Linked DNA regions of Mus musculus: region 2 is linked to region 1. Evidence: chromatin contacts called from public Hi-C data. All regions are on one chromosome and are shown on one strand. Each heading gives the region's core, a stretch centred on a gene start, on an enhancer-like site or on the middle of the called end of the contact. The rest is flanking DNA. Distances are from core to core; before and after follow the strand shown.

Region 1 (4,089 bases), core at 1,498-3,997:
AGTACGTATTTAGAGATCTTTAGGGCACCCACTACTTGCTGGCTGTTTTCCAGAACTGGTGGAGATCCAGCAGTTTGTAAATGTCAGGTGATGGTGAGAAGTGTCATCTACCACATGGTGACATGTTTGTGGATGTTTGTTGAACAGTTTTCAGTTTGAAAATGTTTCAGAAAGCATTTTCAGTAATTATTTTTAAATATTTGGATGACTTGGGTCTAAATAAGACATCCAAAGATGGAGGCTTTGTTTAAAGAAAACAGCAATGAGGATACAGGAGGCCAGGAGGTTGAGAAGGCAGGCTCTGTGGGATGAAGAGTAGGGCTGGTCAGATCTGGGGCCAAGCCAACAGAATTTCAGATTGTGCGGAGGAGTCATACAGAGCAGGGTAAAGAGCCGCTGAGGCGTGAAGCTGCCTGAGCCCCGCATCTTCTGTAGACTGGAGCAAGTGTACCTTGCTGTAGAGAACCTGGGGACCCTTCCACACCCATCCTTGCCCTCAGGCAGCCCTTCTCAGATGCCCAGTCCTGAGCGCAGGCCATGGTCTGCCTTGGTCTGATGTGCTGCTTGCTTTGTGCTGCTCAGGTGCAGCCACGCTGAGGGTCTCCTGACGCTTGTCACCGTGTCAGCCTCTGCTTCCTGGCCTTCTTGCTTCCATTCGTGTTCTCTCCTTTATCTCTGTCGCAAAGCAGAACTCACCAGGTCTTCATTCGCTTGATGCTCACTGCGTGCTGACTTCCTCTTGGTCCTAGAAACTGGCTGCTTGTAGCTCTCAGTATGGCTGATAGGGTCTCTGCTCTCAGGGGGTGAAACAAGATGGTCATGCAGAGGATGAAAATGGAATGGCTGAGTGTGTGGGGGTCTGGTTAGACCTGGTTCTCTAAAAAGGCCTTGTCTTAGTCAGGGTTTCTATTCCTGCATGAACATCATGATCAAGAAGCAAGTTGGGGAGGAAAGGGTTTATTCAGCTCACATTTTCCACATTGCTGTTCATCACCAAAGGAAGTCAGAACTGGAACTCAAGCAGGTCAGGAAGCAGGAGCTGATGCAGAGGCCATGGAGGGATGTTCCTTACTGGCTTGCTTCCCCTGGCTTGCTCAGCTTGCTTTCTTTTAGAACCCAAGACTACCAGCCCAGGGATTGAACCACCCACAATGGGACCCTCCCCCCTTGATCACTAATTGAGAAAATGCCATACCTGGATCTCATGGAGGCATTTCCTCACCTGAAGCTCCTTTTTCTGTGATAACTCCAGCTTGTGTCAAGTTGACACAAAATCAACCAGTACAGGCCTGAGTTCTGGGTACAAGAAGAAGCCAGCCATTCAAAATGGCCAAGAGCAGGGTAGGACAGGGAAGAGACCAAGGTGAGAATGAGCTTGGCACCAGGGAGAATGAGAGGAGCCACTTGGTGTGGGGAGTGGTTCTGCGTCCTATAGGCCTCTGTGAAATCGTCTGCATGGGCAGACATTAGGCATGGGATTGGCAAGTGTCTGTCTAGATGTTTAGAACAACCGACAGGCAGCTGTGGGTGGGGAGTGGGAGGGCAGGAATGGAGGCACATATCTCAAGAGGTGACTGTAGGCTTGCTTTTAGTATTATGACTTTCAAAACTTATTTGATCAAGATCCCTTCCACATGTTTGGGGGTTATTTTATTATTTTTTTAAACATGACATTTCTGAAACGCGTTGTGGGTGGAAGAACTCCAATCTAGCTCTTGAGTGTCATGGAGTGGGCCAGGTAGAAAAGGAATCCTCTTCAGACCCTCTCATCTGCCTGTTTCCCTCTTTCCTCCTTTTCTCTTATATCCTTCTTCTTTGGTCAAGTGGAAAAAGATGTCTGATCATGCCCTCAAACCTCCTCATAGTGAGACCTGCTGTTTGGGGACCTGCTAACAAGCAGAAATAACCAGAGACTTATCAGAAACTGCCAGGCCTCAGAGAGACCTCATTTCCAAGGCCAGGGCTGCTCTGGCTGGTGCTTTAATCCCCACGCAGGATTTGTTTTTAGTTTCAGACTTGGTCACAGATCCAGAAAATTGAAGGTAGGCTGGAGGCTGGAGGAAGTAGGCAGAATGCTAATTTGCACTCCTTACCAGCCGACTCCAGAGCCATGCATAATACAAATACTTTCCTAAGGGTTTTCTGAGCTAAATGTATTTTGACTGCTCTCGGCCCTCCTGCAATCAGATAAAATTGTATCTAACCCAACTAAACATTGAGTTTCACACTTTGCAAGCTTAAAAAGTCTGCCTGTTGGAAGTTAGATTTCTGTAACAAGAAAAAAGACTTTCCTCCAGCCAGACACCCACCAACCATATCCACTTGGCTCTAGGATCTAAGTGCTGCTCACCGCCACTGTCCTGCCAGTTTCTAGACAGCAGAGATGGCAAACATAACTAAGAATCAGGGAAAGAGACAAATAATGCAAATAAATAATGCTGCCATCCATCGCAGCAGAAGCCGGCCATGCCGTCTTGTTTGTAGCAGTGACAAGCCATTGCTGCCAAGCAGAGCTGTGACGTTTGCCACTTCTGAATTGGGGGAGATAGGGGAGTTAGTTAGGGTGGTTTAGAAAAAACTAAGTTGTGGATGCTCTGTGCCCCCAGATGTTTTCTGCTTTCTTTGCCATGCATAAATGATTCAGTTTATTAAGGGAAACACTTTAATGTTCTTACTGGCTGTGAGACTTGAGAGCACGATTGTGTATCCCTGGGAGAAGAGGGAGAGCAGCTCATTTTCTGCTGCAGCCCTTCCAGCTCTGGCACCAGCTCCTCTCCAGTGGCTCCGTCCCCATTCCTTCCCCAAGGCATAAGGGAGAGCTCAGAAAGCGTCACTGACTAGCAACTGGGTGTGCAGACAGGCCACAAATTTCAGATTTTCTTCATGTCCAGATGTTGCCCCTGAGTCTCAGAAAGTCCCAGAAAGAGCAGGGGCTGTATTTGTCTTCTCCTCCCTGTCATCCTTAGGCTCTGTCCAACCAGGTCTGTAGAGTGCAGCTCACTGGGCTCTTCCTCCTCCTGTCTGTCTTTCTGTTCTCTGCTCACTGCTGTCCCAGCTCTATGGCTCTGGCCAGGCTGCCTAACCTCCCTGAGCCTTTGTTGTGTGCTCTGTGAGTGAGAGCTGTGAGCTTTATGCCAGGGTAGATGCAACACTGACTGAGAGCACACAGTGACTGCATAAGTTTATTTGGTAAGGTTAGTTTCTCAGGTATCTGTTTGGGCAGAGTTGTTCAAGATCTTAAAGTGAGCCAGGGTCCGTGAAGTAAGGGGCTTGCTAGCAAAGAACTTGGCTTTTTCTTCCCCAGCGAGGTAAATGGCATGGAGTGAGAACAAAACTCGATGCAAACTTGATTGTGGGCATTTTGAGTTGTTCCTTTAGCCAAAAGTAGTGCCCCCTCCCCCCATTTTCCTGCGATTGCTGTAGGATTCTTCTTTATCCTCACTTCCTGTGTAAGGCAAGCAAGGCAGTGGGAAGGGGAAGGGAGGCTGTACCCAGCTCTCCAGTCTTCCTAGATGCCTGATCACAGCTGTCTTAGCTAAAGAGTCTCTTCTCCAGGAGAGAAAACCAGGGCTGCCTTCCCTCCTTCCTTCCCTGCATGCCCTGGGGTTGCCCACAGGCAGTCCCCCAGAACCTGTTGTACAGATGGCAGTGTAAAGGAGGAAAGGCTCTCTTCAAGATTCTAGAAGGAATCCTGACTTTGGTATCGCTCCTTGGCAGATGTGTGTATTCTGTAGCTACTGTGGGTTTCCTACCGACCTCAAAAGGTGACTCAAGTAAGAGCTGGAAGTATGTTTTACCCAATGCCTCATGCCCTGTTTTTCCATCATGTGTAGGTACTGCTGAGGCAGAGCTTGGGGAAGGAGAGGTGGGATGATGACCATGAGAACCTTGCATTCACCAGCTTTGTAACCCTGCCTTTTCCTTTGTGCCACTCATCTCTGGCTTGCCCAGCCGGGGTCAGGACTAACTTGGGGTTAGGAAGCCATTAAGACCCCTTCCTTGCCTCGGAGTGCCTTGAAGAGGCCATGGGTTGAGAGAGCACTGCAGGCTGCCAGTTCTGCACTCAGTTTGCTCATTTGAATGGAGAGC
Region 2 (3,891 bases), core at 10-2,509, 390 kb after region 1:
GGATGTCATGATGGGAGCTATGGAAAGAACAAGGCAAGCCAAGAGGCAGAAAGCCTTGTGCCCAGCTGGGCTCTCCATCCTCCTCTGTTCCCAAGGACTGGTGCAGCTTCCCTGACCCAGTCCTTGGACTCTTTACAAAGATCACATAAGGCGGCTCTCACTGGTGAGCCAAAGGCTGTGAGTGACCAGTGTGACTTTCAGCCCCTCTGTCTTCCTTGGTCCACAGACGGGATTTTTAAGGGTTGTTGATCATATTCTCCATTCACACTCAGAGACCCTCTCATCCCCTCTGGAGACCTGCCGGGGTTCCGGAACTGTGAGCCAGGGGCCAGGTGTGGAGACCAACTGGGTGCTTCTGAGTCTATCTCAGCATCACACCCCCATTTCGTGGATGGGGACAGTGAGGCCTGAGGAGGTCAGTGTTCCCCCTCCAGAGTCACCCGAGCCTCCGGGGTGCTGCTGTCCTCAGGGTCCTGCTGGCTCACATGTATTGCGCTATTTTTCAGCTGGGTGAGGGTGGGGCTCTGGGCTGGACGGTTTGTCCTGGGCAGGGAGCCAGCTTACAACCCCTGGGAACAGCACAGCCCTATTTCTTGAGGGCAGACTGTGCCTTGACCCGGACCAGCTGTCCCCTCTACATCTGGAGTGAGCAGTTAGTGGGCTCAGAGTGAGTATTGACTACCCCAGAGTGGGTGGCGCTCTCTTGTCAGGCTCCTTGTTGTCCCAGATGCCACACTGCTCAGATATGTGGGTCCCAGCTCCCTTCTCTCCATCCCTTTCACAGATATCTGCCCTTGAACAAGTCTCCCTATCCAGACATCCACCTTCTTGTCTGGAAAATGGGAGTGTCTCAGAGGATAACTGCAATACCATCGGGACTGAAGTGAACATCAGATGAGGAAATGGCCACGTGGAAAAGCACTGTGCAGGGCCTCAGTTTCCTTCTGGGCTCAGTCCTGTCTCTATCCCCACCTCTGCCAAGATCACACTCAAAGCTTTGCCCCTTCACAGGACTGATGGCTGCAGAAAGGAAAGGTGCTGGGATTTGCTGTGCTTTATAATGCTAAACACTGGCCCCCAAGGTCAGGTCACCCCCAGGGACAAGGAGATCCTCACACACCCCAAATGAGGCTCTGTAACCTTGTTCCTCGAATAAAGATGCCAACATCCTGCAGCTGGATAGAAGAGAGGTAGGCAGGGCTTCCATTCCTAAGTGTGTGTGTGTGTGTGTGGGGGGGTCTGAGGGTCTGAGAGTCTGAGACAGAGACCCATGAGGAGAGAAGTAGAGGAGAGAGAAGATGATTCCGTGGGGTAAGAGATGGTGAGAACTGGCCATGAGGGCTGGGCAGTCTGATAAGAGGGGCCCAGTGGACCATGGCAAGTCATAGCTCAGGGCTATTGACTGGGAAATAGACCAGGTAGCTCAGAGGGTTGGTATCCGCTCAGCTCTAGTGCTGGCTAAGGCTTATTATAAAGGTTTGTGACCTCCAATTAATTTTTTACTACCACAGAAAGGCTTAGTGCTGAGCTTGGTGATCCAGATATCAGTGTCTTGACCCAGCAGGCTTGTCAACCCATTTGATAGATGGGAATATGGAGAGTAGCCTTCTACTGAAAACACCAGGCTAGGGAGCCTGGGTTCAAGGCCACAGCTTTGTGTTTCCCAAGGTGGAAAGGGTTTCCATCCAATCCAGAGCACCCATTTGATAAATAAGGGAGTCTGGCTATCAGAGATAAGGAGCCATTTGCCCAGGGTTGCTTTGACATCTCAGGCTATGATCCTTCAGCTGTCCCCAGCCTCCCGTTTCCTCGGGCAGGAAAGGGGCCCCGAGACAGTGGGGTAATTGGTCACATCGCTGGCCTACTTAAGGGTCTGTATGAGCTCCACTTTTCTTCCCCCACAGCAGGCTATAAACCTTTGCCTAAAGTCCCATGGAGGAACACCACAGCCTCCATCTCTCAGAGCAGCCTCTGGGGACAAGGCTTTGCTATTTGAAGCTGTGGCCACGGGGCTACTTCACATGCATGGGAACTCTTTGCCATGTTTCCACCTTGCCAATAAATTAAGTCCCTGTGGTCTTCAAGAGCCTACTGGGGATTCAGAAAACACAGGAAGCCACATGACTTGGAAAGACAGAGTTGGGGGAGTCAGTAGGGGATTTTGCTGGGGCTCTGAAGAGAGTGCTTCCTGGATATTCCAGGTAACAATAACAGGGGCTGGCGGGGCTGGTGCCAAAGCTATGCATCTAGCTACCATTTAGTGAGCAGTTACTATGTTCCAGTGTCTATCTGAGGAATTCCCACAAGCCAACTCCCAGCAAGCCTCTGAGGCCCTGCAATTTTCAATCTACAAGTAAGGAAACCAAGAAACAGAGAGGTACTTCATTTAGCTAAGGACACACAGCCTGTGACTGATGCAGCCTGGGCAGTCAACTCAACTCAGGTCCTCATGGTTAACCATTCTCTAGGTCTGCTCCTGTTCCACCAGAGGTCCTGGTGTAAGTACAGCCCAGAGAACCAGGACTCCCAGCACATGCTTATGGCCAAGGACAACAGGAACACAAAAGAGACAAACCCACAGCCACCGGCACCCAGCAATCAGATCAGTGTCACATGTAAGGTCCACATCAGTCACTTGCTGTCACATCAGAGAAGACATCCCTATGCCCCTAAGAAGTCTTGGCTTCCTCCTCTGGAAAATGATAGGAAATTGATGCCGACTCCACAGGGCTGTGGGGATGCAGTCGGTCAGCTGAGCAGACTTGCAGAGTTTTTAAGGATCTCAGCACAAAGCTGGATGCAACCGAGACACCAGCTGATTCCTCGTTTTTTTTATTGTTAAATTCTTGCGGGTATACGCACGTGCACTTGAGAGCTATTGCCTGTACACATGGAGGCCATACGTGGACGTCCCCACCTTGCTCTGTCTCTCACGGAACCTGGAGCTCACTGATTCAGCTAGGCTGGCAGGCCAGTGAGCCTGGGGCCCTGCCTGTCTCCTCCATCCCACTGCTCAGGCTGATAGGCATGTACTGCCACGCCACACTGGCGACCTGATGCTTGCACAGTAAGAACTTCACAAGCACTTCACCCACTGAGCCATCTACCCAGCCCCTCCTTTGTTTTTGAATATCATTCCCCCATATTCTATGTCTATGCCCCTTCTCCCGAGGAGCCGCTGTGAGCAGGTCAGTAATTGAGGTTCAACCCTTTTTGGAAACAGGAGAATGTGCAAGACCTTGGGGGCCCCTCCTACCTAACGATCCTAGGCTCACCCATCCTTCCCCCCTCCCTCATCCTGTCCTCATTCCCAGCAGTGGTTGTGGGTCTAGCTAAAGGCAGTTTGCATTCTTTCTCCCCAGGTTTCCTGCACCAAGCCTGTGGTCTCCACTGGCTGGATGCTGTTGCTATGGTAACAACGGCTTAAGAGCCTTAGGCCCCCCTCTGGGGTGACAGGCTTGGATGGAGATGGCTGATCAAATTCCTGGAGCATCCTCAGCCTTCTGGATGCAGGGCTTGGGTGAGGAATGCTAAGCTGAGCTGCCTGGAGTCTGGAGCCCCAAGAACTTCCCGAGGGAACCACCCTAGGTTTCCAGAGTCCCCTGAAATTCACGTGTTGGAAACTTGAGAGATGGAGGTGGAAAGGTCAAAAGGGTGCATGCTGTCCTCCCTCAAGATTAACGTGGGAGTGGGCTTCTCATAAGGATGTGTTTGGCCCTTCCCCCTCTTCACATAAGCTCCATCTACAGGTGACACCTGCACTGAAGGTGGTTCTCACAAGAGGCAGCCCCTTAATCTTGGACTTCCCAGTCCCTAAAACTGTCAATCCAAAAAACTTCCATTGTTTGTAAGTCATACAGCCCATGGCGATCTGTGATAGCAGCAGACTAG

Evidence for each region. A called contact is a pair of places that touch in the nucleus more often than the background predicts.
Region 2: a Hi-C map of cortical neurons shows a contact between it and region 1, with 1.9 times the contacts expected there. The contact joins the promoter of 1700060C20Rik here to the enhancer-like site in region 1. A contact is called at or near these places in 1 of 39 promoter capture datasets (hippocampal neurons), 1 of 15 datasets of contacts at CTCF or cohesin (the NIH/3T3 cell line), 1 of 484 Hi-C or Micro-C datasets (cortical neurons) and 1 of 9 other capture datasets (embryonic stem cells).

What each region holds. Positions count from the first base shown.
Region 1 is chr2:157,802,509-157,806,597 of GRCm38.p6, forward strand. The region is part of intron 5 of Ctnnbl1 (catenin, beta like 1); the gene reads left to right. Among named protein-coding and RNA genes, the nearest start is that of Ctnnbl1, 67 kb to the left of the region's middle. Within about 2 kb of position 2,748, at least 21 of the 459 cell types and tissues checked have an H3K27ac peak or open chromatin away from gene starts, as enhancers often do. A contact at or near this core is called in cortical neurons, where this site is marked.
Region 2 is chr2:158,190,749-158,194,639 of GRCm38.p6, forward strand. 1700060C20Rik (RIKEN cDNA 1700060C20 gene) reads left to right here and starts at 1,260. Exons shown (of 3, transcript NR_036606.2): 1 at 1,260-1,311; 2 at 3,363-3,520. It also overlaps a transcript of D630003M21Rik not described here.